Linked DNA regions of Ovis aries: region 2 is linked to region 1. A link is a contact called in public Hi-C data. All regions are on one chromosome and are shown on one strand. The core of a region is the stretch at or near the end of the contact, and the rest is flanking DNA. Distances in the headings are between cores, read along the strand shown.

Region 1 (6,438 bases), core at 2,652-5,151:
GCCGGCTCCGGAGGGGGCTCCGGGGCGCGCTCCGGGGCGCTGGCGGGCGGCTGGGGCCCGCCCTGCGCGGACCCCTCGGAGCGCTTGTGGATCTTGCTGTGCGACAGCAGGTTGGGCTTGTGGCGGAAGCGGCGGCCACACTCGGTGCACGGGTACGGCTTCTCGCCCGTGTGGATGCGCCGGTGCGAGGTCAGGTAGGGCTTATTGGTGAAGCGCTTCCCGCACTCGGGGCACTGGTGCGGGCGCTCGCCCGTATGCACGCGGCGGTGGGCGATCAGGTTGGGCTTGTGGCGGAAGCGCTTGCCACAGCAGGCACACTGGAACGGGCGGTCGACGGCGTCCCCGCCCGGCCGGGGCGCGGTCACTGCCGGGCGCCCCCGGGGCCGCGGCCCCAGGGCCTTGGCCGCCGTCTCCTCCAGCGCCTCGGCCACGTGGACCCGCTTGTGCGTCACCAGCTGGTCCCACTGAGCGAAGCTGCGGCCACAGTTGCCGCAGATGAAGGGCCGGGCCTCGGGGGCCGGGGGGTGGCAGCGCCGCAAATGGGCCCGCAGCTGCTTTCTCCGCCAGAAGCGTCTCTCACAGGCGGGACAGGCGATGGGCCGCTTCGCCGCCGAGTGGGCCCGCAGGTGCAGAACCAGGGCCACCCAGCCTCGGAAGCCGTGCCCGCACAGGTGGCAGGCAAAGCCCAGGTCTGGGGTGGCGGCGGCATGGACCTGGCAGTGCAATGCCAAGAAAGGGGCGTGGCGGAAGCGGCGGCCGCACTCGGGACACGGCCGGGGCAGGCGGGCCTGGCAGCGCCGGGCATGAAGCCAGAGGGCCACCCAGCCGGGGAAGTGCCTCCGACAGTGGGCACAGCGATGAGCCCGACCTAGGGGCTGGCCGCCCGACTGGGCCGCGGCGGTGCTTCGCGACCTCAGCCCTTGGGGCTCCTTCTCCAGGGTCTGGGGCGACTCCTGGGAGGGCCCGGAAAGGAGTCGGGGCTGGACCGGGCCCATGGCCACGGGGCCCCTGCAGCGACGTTCCAGCATCGGTTCTTCCTCTGCTAAGGGTGGAAAGGCACAGTCACGCTGGAGAACCACACAACCGGCACCCCCCTCAGCCCCTCCCAGCGGACCCAAGAGGAACCTGCCCCCTCCACTCCTCCAGCCCTGGAATTAGGACCACTAGACTACTCTTCTGCTTCCTCCTATTACGTTATTTCCATCTTGGGTTTCTAGAAAGCATTTCAAGTGGATCTGCTGTTAAGTCTTTATTGGCCCTGGAAACGACTAGAAGGAAGAACCCTGACCCTTCTTGGAATCCCCCTCCGGCATGGAGTAAACACGCCAGGGCTGGCTGCGCAAAGATTGCTGCCTTGGGACTCACCAAAACACGCAGTCACCTCCCCCTTCAGCGCTTTATATGCTTTCCCGAGTGCTTCCCTCTCCTTGTTTCTATTTGCTCTTGTCACATCCGAGCTCCGCAGCAACTCAGTGAGGCTGGGCAAGAGATACGAACTCCCGGTCTGATGGATGAAGCCACTGTCAGGAACGACAGGGTGACGGGACTTGCCCCAGGGGCCACAGAGTAAACCTACAGCAGAACCCGAACGAGGGCTCCAATCTAACCCCGTCTTAGGGAAGGCACTTTGACCTCCCGAGCCTCAGCCTCCCACGGCCAGGAAAGCCAGTGAGAACGGCCCCTTCTCGGGAGCAGGAGAGAGCTCCGGATGCTACTGCCAGCCCAGCGCGATGCCAGGCCACTGCCTGCCCAGACTGTGCCCGCATTCTGCCCGCCTGCCCTCCTCCGCCCCCGCACGTGATGAGGACATTGCAGGAAGGAGAGCGCTCTTGAATCCAAAGAACGCCCACAGCTTGCTGCCCTCGGGGGTGAGCCTGCCTCGCTGCCTTCCCTCGGGGGACTGGGATTACTGGGGCAAAGAAAGGGAAGGAGATTGTAATCTCTGTCCCTTGTCCCGGCCTGCCCCAGCCCCGCCAGGGGCTGCCCCATGGGCAGCTCTTCCAGAGCGGGGAGAACCCAGACTCCTGCAGGGGAGTCTCCTACACCCACTGCCAGATGGGGTGGTGATGAGACTCCTAAGGGACCTTCACTGCCTGCTCACAAGTTCCCCCGAAGTTCCCCCAAACCTGTAGTCCTCTCCAGGAGCACAGACATGACTCATTCCCAGCGGCCAGACTGAGCCCTGGGAAGACTCCCAGGATGTGATGAACGTGAAACTTCCCCCCTCCTCCCTCCAGCGCCCCCCCCCAACCCCCGCCGTAGTGGGGCACTGGGGCCATGAAATGGTTCGAGAATCCAACAAAGAAGCCCACACTCTACCCTGGAGGCTGTGGAGCTGGAGATGAGGCTTGGCCCAGCTCCTCCTGGGGCTGTTCCCGAGGATACTTCTGCGGCTGGAGCGCCTGCTTCGGCCCACACTCGGGTAGCCCCCGGATGTCAGTGAAAACTGCAGCAGTAAAGACACCCCTACCCCCATGGCAGAGCTCAGACCTCCGGTGGCAGAGAGGCCAGTCTTACCTGCGGGGAGGGGAGAAGACGCGTGCGTGAGGCTCAGCGCTCCCCGAGGGAAGTCATCTTTGTGTCCTCGGCAGCCACGGCCCCCTCCCCCACCCCGGCACCCCGCGGGGCAGAGTGACCTCAGTGGCCATCGGATTAAAAACTGAACGTGCCCCCTACACCAAGGAAGCCCGGGGCTGCGTTGGAGGCTCACTTCCTCCCCTGGTAAGGTCACAGCACGAACTGTCCATGCTGATGGCCAAAGGCCCCCGGGCCGAGGGCAGGAACTCTGAAATCCCCGCTGGCTCCCCTTCCCCCACCCTCCTCCCGACAGGAATTCCAGGCCGGGTTCCCAGGGGGGCTGCCAGGCGCGCTCCTGTGACGAGGACTCGGGCAGAGTCCCCTGCCGCGTCCCAGGTGGCAGAGGGCCGTGCAGACCCCCACACTCCCCCTTTTTGTATTCGAGCGTGTGCTTTGCCCCCCTCCCCCCCGTCTACGTTCGCAGACACACGGTTCCGCGCTCTCCGAAGGGCCCCCCCCCCTCCGGTCCCCACGCAGAGCGCGGCTCGCGGATCCTGCGCGCAGGTGCGCGGACTCGCCCCCCGACTCGGTCCAGCAGTGCACCACCCCCCAACACAGCGCGCACCCGGTCACGCGCCCCGCAGGTAGGGCCCCCCCCCCTCTAACCACCACCACCACCACGGGCCCGCGTGGAACCCCGCGCCCTGCCCAGGACGAACCTCTCCACCGGGGAGCGCGGAGGCGCGTCGCGCGTCCATGAGGCCCGAGAGCCGGCGCCGGCCGCGCTCGCCACCCCGCCGCGGCGACAGCAGCAGGTTCGGGTTCACCACCGCCAGGCCCGTGCCCAGCCCCCCCACCCCCGCCCGCCCCGCCGGTTCCCAGCGCCACGTGACTACAGGAGCTGCCGAGGGTCAGTCGCGGGCTCGGGCCGGCGGCCGAGGCCGGAGGGCGGGGCGGGCCGCGGGGCCGGCCGCGCGGGGCCCCTCTCCCGCCCCCAGCGCCCCCTCGCGGGCCGCGCGGGGCCCCGACTCCGTTGCTATGGCTACCGGCAGGATTTTTCCTGGACTGGCCCGGCTCAGGTTTCCCCGACCCTTTGTCCCTCCCGGCGAGCGCGGGTGCCTGGGCGACCGCATGGCCGGACCGCGGTCACTCGGCGAGACCCGACCTCGCTGGCCCGAGCCTTGGCGAGGGCGCTCCTCGACCCCCACCCACCCGGCCGTCGCCCTCCGCTTCTCCGACCACCTGGACCTTTGGCCGCGCCGCAGAACGTGAATAGCGCAGCGGCTGAGCCCGGGCTGGGGGCACGGCTGACCCGAGAAAGTCGGCTTCTGGGTAGTTCAGAGCTGGAGAAAAGGAAAGGCCCGATGGGGTGAACTTTGAAAACGGGCCGCCCTCGCTTCCAGAAATCAGCCGAGCGCAGGCGCGGGCGGTCCTGGCACCTAGGACGCTGCGCTTGGAAACGCACCGCATCCCAAAGGCGAGTGCGGAGGCAGGTGCGAGTCTGCGTCCCTGACTCACCGTCTAGCAGGTGGCCTTGGCTTTCCCAACGAAACACTTCATGGGTTTTCTAGACTTGGACAGTCTCACGTATTCTTATGCTTTTCAACACAGGCAACTTTATAATTGTACATTTTTAAAAAAAAACTTTATTTTGTATTGGGGAGTGTAGCTGATTAACAAGATGTGACAGTTTCAGGTGGACAGCAGAGAGCCGTATGCATACATGTATCCGTTCTCCTGTACGATTATTGTTTAAAACACAAAGTCTGTTGCATTAATAGGAAATAAAATATGCAGATTTCTCATACTTACCTCATACATTTACATTAAATGTAACGTAAAATATCAGTTACATTTAATGCCTTGGTATGTATCACCATCAGGAATCCTTTTGGATATGAATTTGAGCAAACTCCAGGAAATAGTGGAAGACAGAGAAGCCTGGCATGCAAGAGTAGGACAGGACTTAGCGACTGAACAACATAACGTATCATCGGGCATTTTTTCTGGGCTTGTCTATGCTGTTTGAGGTTGGGGTAATGCCTTACAAAGATGTATTCTGCCTTTCTCGCTTAACAATGTTGTGAATTTTCTTCTGTCCTATTAAATATTCTTTTATAACAAGATTCTTAACTGCAACATAACTGCACATACATTTTCTACTTTTCTGTATCATGGATTCATAGTTTATTGCAGATGGCTGATTTAAAAATTCTAGAAGTGGGGAACTGGCAGGTCAAAGGCAAAGTATATTTTTCAAACGTTTTCTAAACTATCTTTGAGAAAAGTTTATTGGTTTTATTATGAGAAATGCCCTCTTTTCCATATCCTTGAAAATACAGGCTGTTTTTTCAAATTTAAAGTTGTTCTTTCTCATTGTTTTGAATGTTGCTTCTTAAATTACTAGTTAACTGGCTTGTTTTTCATGTAGTTATATATTAACTGTATTTTGTCTTTTGTGAATTTGCTTATGTCCCTTTGCCCACTTTTCTGTTTGTTCATTTTAAAAAGTTGGGAAATTGACTTCTGGGTATATGTCTGAAGATAATTCAAAAAGATACATGCATCTCAATGTTGATAGCAGCATTATTTACAATAGCCACGATAGGGAAGCATCCTAAGTGTCCTCCAACAGACAAAAAAGATAAAGAAGTTGTGGTGTACATAAACAATGGAATACTACTCAGCCTTAAAAGAATGAAATGTTACCCTTTGCCGCAATGTGAATGGATATGGAGGATATTATGCTTAGTGAAATAAATCAAACAGAGAAAACCAAATACTGTTATGTTATCACTCATAAGTTAAATCTAAAACATAAGAAAAAACAACCTACTGAATATAACAAAAAAGAAACTGACTCACACATACAGAGAACAAACTTGTGGCTACCAATAAGGAGAGGGAAGGAGGGAGGAGCAAGATAAGGGTAGGTATACTACAGAGATATAAATAAGCTACAAGGATAAATTGTATCCTTTTATTTATTTCTTTTATTTCCTATAAGATCACAGGGAATATAGCAAATATTTTACAATAACTATAGAGTATAAATTATAAAAATTTTGAATCACCATGCTGTATACCTGAAACTAATATGATATTGTAAATCAATACCTCAAAAAAAAAAAAAAACAGTTGGGAAATTGGTTTTATTTCACTTTGTTTGGGGGTGGGGGGCACTCCTTTTAAAGTAAAAGGCTTCTATGGTTTCTGCCTTATATTTAGAGAGATCACACCACCCCTCCCCAAATTAAATTTTATGTTTGTATTTTTATGACAGAAAATGTTTTAATGTTTTTAGTGTAACTACTCCCCTTATACACAGATTTCCTTTTTCTCTCCAAAACTTTCTTAGCTAAAATGACTCATTTATCACTTCTCCTTTTGAGATGGTCCACACTTTGTCTGTGGAGTGTGTTTCTCTCTCAATAAATCCGCTTCTTACCTGAATGAATAAATAAATAAAATCAATCATTTATTCTTCTAAATGAACTTTAGAATTTCTTGTCAATATTTAACATTTTTTCTTGTCATTATTTAAAAAACCCAGATGAAGAGAGTTAAGATTCATGTCCCTCTATTTGTCCAGGCTTTATTTTACCTCTAATAGTCATTTTCTATTTGCTGATTAAATAGTGTAACTTTTATACTTATCCTATACAAAATTTACAAATATGAGAAATCTCTGTCAGAAACTTTGTCAGAGTTTTAAGGTTGAGAAAATATGGTAGAATGGATATTGTAGCACATAAGCTAAGTCTGATGATTATAGAATGGATTTTCTATGCATGCAATCAGAAAATGCTTGAGTTTTTACTGAAATACTTACTGTGTGTTACTTGCTCAGTCATGTCCAACTCTTTGTGACCCCATGAACTATAGCCTGCCAGGCTCCTCTCTTTATGGAATTCTGCAAGC
Region 2 (5,976 bases), core at 1,875-4,374, 52 kb before region 1:
GTCGGGAAGATGCCCTGGGGGAGGGCTTGGCAACCCACTCCAGTATTCTCACCTGGGGAATCCCATGGACAGAGGAGCCTGGTAGGCTACAGACTATGAGGTCACAAAGAGTTGGACATGACTGCATCGACTTAGCACACACATGCACACACACACACACACACACACACATATATATATATAACTGAATTGTTGTGCTACACCCTTGACATGAACACTAAAAATCAGTTATACCTCAATTGTTTTTTTTAAGTTAGGAAATAACCAAAAAAAAACAGGAAGACACTCCCCAACAGGCATTCATGCCTTTCTTCGGGCAGAGAAACAGAAAATTCCCGTTAGGAGCCAGTTCACCCAAGATCACAGCTGGAAGTGACAGAGCTGGGATTCTAACCCAGTTTTCATACCAAGACTCACGCTCTTCCAACCTCAGCCATTTCCGTGCGGTGGTCACTGAAAAGTCAGTGGAAGCACCAGCAATACAAACAGCAGTCCCGTGGCATCCCACCGCCCATCCCACCTCATCCAGAAAGAAGACCCAGAGTGTGGAGCCCAGAACCTGTCTCTACTGGAAGCTGAATTAACGCTGCCTTTCTCAATACACTCCCTAGGCATTCCTAGCGTTCCTTAGAATTTTTCTAAGGTCAGGCAAACACCGAAATGATTTCCAAAAATTCAAAAGAGCAGCCATTCACTCAGAGAACTCTGTTACAGCTGAGCCTCAACCTCTGAAATCCAGGCAAGGGCTCAGCATCCCCCACCGGCTCTCTTGATATTTCAGAGGCATTGCAGCCCACCTCCACCCCAAGGGATCAGACTCCTCTGTGATCGTAACCACGCCAAAGACCTAGGATTCTCTCAGAAGTGCTTTATGTCAGTTTTCCTTTTAAACACATTTAGTTCAACAACAACAACAAAAACCTTCAAGACATTCCAGCTTAGAACTGCCATTCTCGAGGTCAAAAATTGATTCATACTCAACTAGCTGATTGTCTTTAAGGCAATTTTATTTCCTCAGTAGCATTTGGGAAAGTTTTCAAATTTTCCAGTCAATGTATCCTTAAGTCGATTCGACCACAAAGCAATTTGGCCCAATTACCTATTTAATAATTAGATCATCTTTCCTCATCTTGAAGAGACCCGTATATGGCATCACCCCTTAAGAGAGCATCCTCTGGACTCCTCCCCATCCTCATGTTTTGGACAAAAGGAAAGGGCTCAAAACCAAGACTTTAAATCAGCCTCAATCATTTCCTCCCTGCCCCAATACTTCCGCTTTTTCAGAAGTATTAAGAAGGGAACATTCTAAGGGCTTGAAGGATTGGGCTCGAAGATACTTCACCTCGTTATTACAGAAATCTTCTAATACATGATAGTGGTAGACAAAAGGCTGTAATGACCCCCAGTCCCCTCTTACCCAGCTTCAAATCATCAACACACAGTCAGTAGTTCCTCGTCTCTAGCTGCACCTTCTCACACCCATGCCCCAAAAGGTCTTGAAGCAAATTTCAGAGAGCATTGCATTCCCTGCGTAGGAACACTAAAAGTCCTTTCATTGTACAAGCACAATAACCTAGTTATTAATTCCATATTATCAAATATCCAATAAGTATTCAAATTTTCCTAATAACAGCCATATATTATCAATATTTTTATTGACATATAGATGATTTACAATTTTGTGTTAATTTCTGCTGTACAGCAGTGTTTCAGTTATATGTATTCTTTTTATTTTATTTTTTTTTTTACATGTTGATGTATTCTTTTTAATGTATTCTTTTCCATTATGGTTTATCACAGGATACTGAATATAGTTCTCTGTACTATATAGGAGGACCTTGTTGTTTATCCATGCTATATATAAAAGCTTACATCTGCTAGCCCCAACCTCCCACTCCACCCAGTCCTCAACCCCCTCCTCTTTGGAGGAGTCTGCTCCTATCGCCAATCTGCTCTCTATATCCGCCATTCTGTCTCTGTTTCATAGATGGGTTTGCCATGCTAAGCTGCTTCAGTCGTGTCCAACTCTGTGCGACCCCATGGACTGTAGCCCGCCAGGCTTCTCTGTCCATGGGATTCTCCAGGCAAGAGTACTGGAGTGGATTGCCATGCCCTCCTCCAGGGGGATCATCCTGACCCAGGGATCCAGTTGGCGTCTCTTAGGTCTAACCTGCCTTGGTAGGTGGGTTCTTTATCACTAGCACCACCTATGAGCGTGAAAGTGTAAGTGCAAGTCGCTCAGTCATGTCTGACTCTTTGTGACCCCATGCACTATACACTCCATGGAATTTTCCAGGCCAGAATACTGGAGTGGATAGCCTTTCCCTTCTCCAGAGGATCTTCCCAACCCAGGGATCGAACCCAGGTCTCCCGCGTTACAGGCAGATTTTTTATCAGCTAAGCTACAAGAGAAGCCAACACCTGGAGTGGGTAGCCTATCCTTTCTCCAGCGGATCATCCCGACCCAGGAATCGAGCCCAGGTCTCCTGCCCTGTAGGCAGATTCTTTACCAACTGAGCTATCAGGGAAGCCCACCATACACAGGCTTATTTGTGCCACATTTTGGATGCCACATGTAAGTGTAACGTCTATATTTTAAAGATTTGCTTACAGATGAAAACAACCCACCGTTTTCAGCTGGCCTTTGTTTTTCCCACTCTTACTACATTCTTCTTTTTCTCTCATCCTGTGGTCGACTCGGCAGACTGTAGAGTTTGTGCCTCACCCCATTTGGGGCCTATTCCCGTTTTAAAAGTCCCTTTAAATAAATTTTGATGAGCAAGTTTTCATCGCCAGATTTTTGGCTCATTCCCTTTGGAAAGTTACTCCACGTTTTCTTCTTCTCCCCTCTTGAAACTCAGACGAGAAATGTATGTTGAAATTCATTACCTCCATGTTTCTCTTCTCATCAGCCTTTGGGTTATCATCAACCTTCACTTCATCTCTAAGGGGACAGTTTACAGCTCTGATTTTTTTTTCACTCACTTCCATAGGGCACTCGAAAGCCTCATGGTTCTATTTATTCATCCAGCAAATATTTACTAACGGCCTGCATAGTCCCTGATTTGTACACTGTAATAAAAACGCGGCCAGGCAGGCCTCAGAGAACAAAGTCCAATTCACGCCACATCAGTTCTCGAAATGTGCGCTAGAGGGCGCGTCTTTCCCGTTGGCATCTGACAAGCGGCGTGGCTAACTATGTGCAGCCTACACCTCAGGACACAGTCAACCGATCATCTCACACAACTTGCACCTTAAAAACGAAGTAAATTCCATTTGCTGGATTCACGGACAAAAAGAGAAATATATAAATTACATAATTCCCCCCAAAAGGTCCAACTTTCCAGTAGACACCACAGGTAGAATGCTTGGGGCTTACAGGTTTTGCAAAATTATAAAAATGTTAAGGACTATTTTCATTCCAGAGTACCTAAAGAAAACTGAAAAATTGAAATCAATAAACTTTCAACTGAATGTCGATGAGAGTGACATATAAACTTTGCTGTTAACTGCAGACTCAAAAAGACTTCCTTATACTTAAAACAATTAACAAGTTTAATTCTCTAGACAGTAAAATTTCCTGAGTATGCCCCAGTAACGGCCAAGAAACCCAAGTCAGCTGACACAACCAGTATTTATACAGCACCTAACCTGTACCAGGCATTGTTCTGGGCTGTGGATGGACAGAGTCCCACTGCCCTTGGTACTTACATTTGAAGAGAGAGATAATGAACAAACCAACAAATAAATAAACAAGGTCATGTCTGTGATCACTGTGGCAGAGGAAATAAAGCTGGTTGATAGGGAAAAGCACACTTAGGGAGCTGCTGAGCCAAGCGTTTAGAAAATGTCTCCATGAGATGACAGCTGTACAGATATCTCATTGACAAGAGAGCGCTGGGAATGTCTGGGAGCATAATTTTCCAGAATATTCCAGGAAGAGGGAACAGGGGCAAAGTCTTACCCATGAGAGGGTGAGTTTTTAAAAGATAAAGAAGAGTAGGAAGAGCACGAATAACAAGTAATCGGATGTGGAGAAAAGGGAACCCTCCTACACTGTTGATGAGAATGCAAATTGGTGCCATCACATGGAAAACAGTATGGAGATTCCTCAAAACACTAAAAATATAGTTACCGTATGATCTAGTAGTCCCAGTCCTGGATAGGTATCTGAAGAAAATGAGAACCCTAATTTGAAAGGCTACAGGCACCCAATGCAGTGGTGCGGTGGCCAAGAATCCCCTGCCTGTGCAGATGACGCAAGACTCACGGGTTCCATCCCTGGGTCGGGAGGATCCCCTGGAGAAGGAAACGGCAACCTGTTTCAGTATTCTTGCCCGGAGAATTCCATGGACGGAGGAGCCTGGTGGGCTACAGCCCATGGGGTCACAAAGAATTGGACACAACTGAGCGGCTGAGCGCCCACACACAATGTTTATAGGAGCTTTACTTACAATAGCCAAGATATGGAAGCAATCTAAGTGTCCACTGACAGATGAATGGATTAAGAAGATGTGGTATATATATATATACAATGGAATACTACACAACCATTAAAAATGAAGTTTTGCCATTTGCAGCAAGATGGATGGACCTGAAGGGCATTATGCTTAGTGAGATAAATCAGAGAGAGAAAGACAAACACTGTATGTTATCACTTATACATGGAATCTAAACTATAAAACAAATGAAGAAATGTAACAAAGCGAACAAGCTCACAGATATTGAGAACAAAACTAACCGTTACCAGTGGGGAGCAGGAAGGAGTGAGGGGCAAGATAGGGGTAGTAGCCCGCCAGGCTCCTCTGTCCATGGAATTCTCCTGGCCAGAATATTGGAGTGGGCTGCCATTCCCTTCTCCAGGGGATCTTTCTGACCCAGAAATCAAACCCAGGTCTCCTGTACTGCAGGCAGATTGTTTATCGTCTGAGCCACTCGCAGGTACAAACTAGAGGTATAAAATAAATAAGCTACAAACAGGCATTGTACAGCACAGGGAATATAGCCAGTATTTTATTATAATAACTTTAGAGTATAATCTATAAACAATTTGAATCTCTATGTTATATATCTGAAAGTAACATAATGCTAATACCAACTATACTTTCATTTTAAAAAAATAGCAGAGGAGGAAGGCATACTGAGGTGAGGAGGAGGAAGGCTGCTTTTTTTGAATATACTGAGATGACCATGCCCTGTCTCCATTAATCTGTTGCAGTGGTATATTTTTTAATAGATTTTCCTTATGTTGAAACCTCTTTATATTTTTTTAATAAACCCTTTTTGGTCATGATACATTTTTAAATATATTTTTGGATTTGACTTGCCGAGATTTTATTTTGGATTTTTGTGGAGATCCTCACATGTGAGACGGGCTGAAAATTTTCCTTCATTGTCCTGTCCTTGTCTGGTTTCATTTTCAAGGTTATACTAGCCTCATTAAAACATTTGGGGATATTTTCCCCACTATTCTCTGTTTATATATGAAGAATTATCATTAGAGGTTGAAAGCCTTCCCAAATAAAGCAATCTGAGCTCCTATTTTAATTAAATTTTACCTTTCTTATTATTTTTTCTCTTTCTTTGGGTATATTCTGTTGTTCTTTTCCTAACTTTTTAAGTTAAACTCTTGACTTCTTGATTTTCAAAACCAAGAAGTCCTCTCTTCTGATGAATATATTTAAGGGTTAAATTATGGTTGCATGACTCAAAGTTTGTAAGGTGGTGTTTTCACAGTCATTCATTCATTTTGTCATCTTTTTGTTAATCATAGGTGTACATCTTTTTATTGCACTTCACAGATGATGCATTTTTTTACAAACTGAAGGTTTATGGCAATATTGTGTTGGACAAGTCTACCTGTGTCCTTTTTCCTACAGCATCTGCTCACATCATGTCTGTGTCACATTTTTCTAATTCTCACAATATTGCATACATTTTCATTATCACGATATGAAATAATGTTAACATATTACA

The links. A called contact is a pair of places that touch in the nucleus more often than the background predicts.
Region 2: a contact with region 1 is called in a Hi-C map of mixed tissues, with 2.7 times the contacts expected there. The contact joins the enhancer-like site here to the promoter of REPIN1 in region 1. A contact is called at or near these places in 5 of 16 Hi-C or Micro-C datasets (blood, hypothalamus, mixed tissues and 1 more).

Annotation. Positions count from the first base shown.
Region 1 is chr4:113,936,733-113,943,170 of ARS-UI_Ramb_v3.0, reverse strand. REPIN1 (replication initiator 1) reads right to left here and starts at 3,901. Exons shown (of 4, transcript XM_042249009.2): 1 at 3,830-3,901; 2 at 2,320-2,517; 3 at 1,366-1,572; 4 at 1-1,042. The coding sequence starts at 2,476.
Region 2 is chr4:113,988,764-113,994,739 of ARS-UI_Ramb_v3.0, reverse strand. No RefSeq gene overlaps it. Among named protein-coding and RNA genes, the nearest start is that of GIMAP8, 11 kb to the left of the region's middle. Within about 2 kb of position 3,124, at least 5 of the 54 cell types and tissues checked have an H3K27ac peak or open chromatin away from gene starts, as enhancers often do.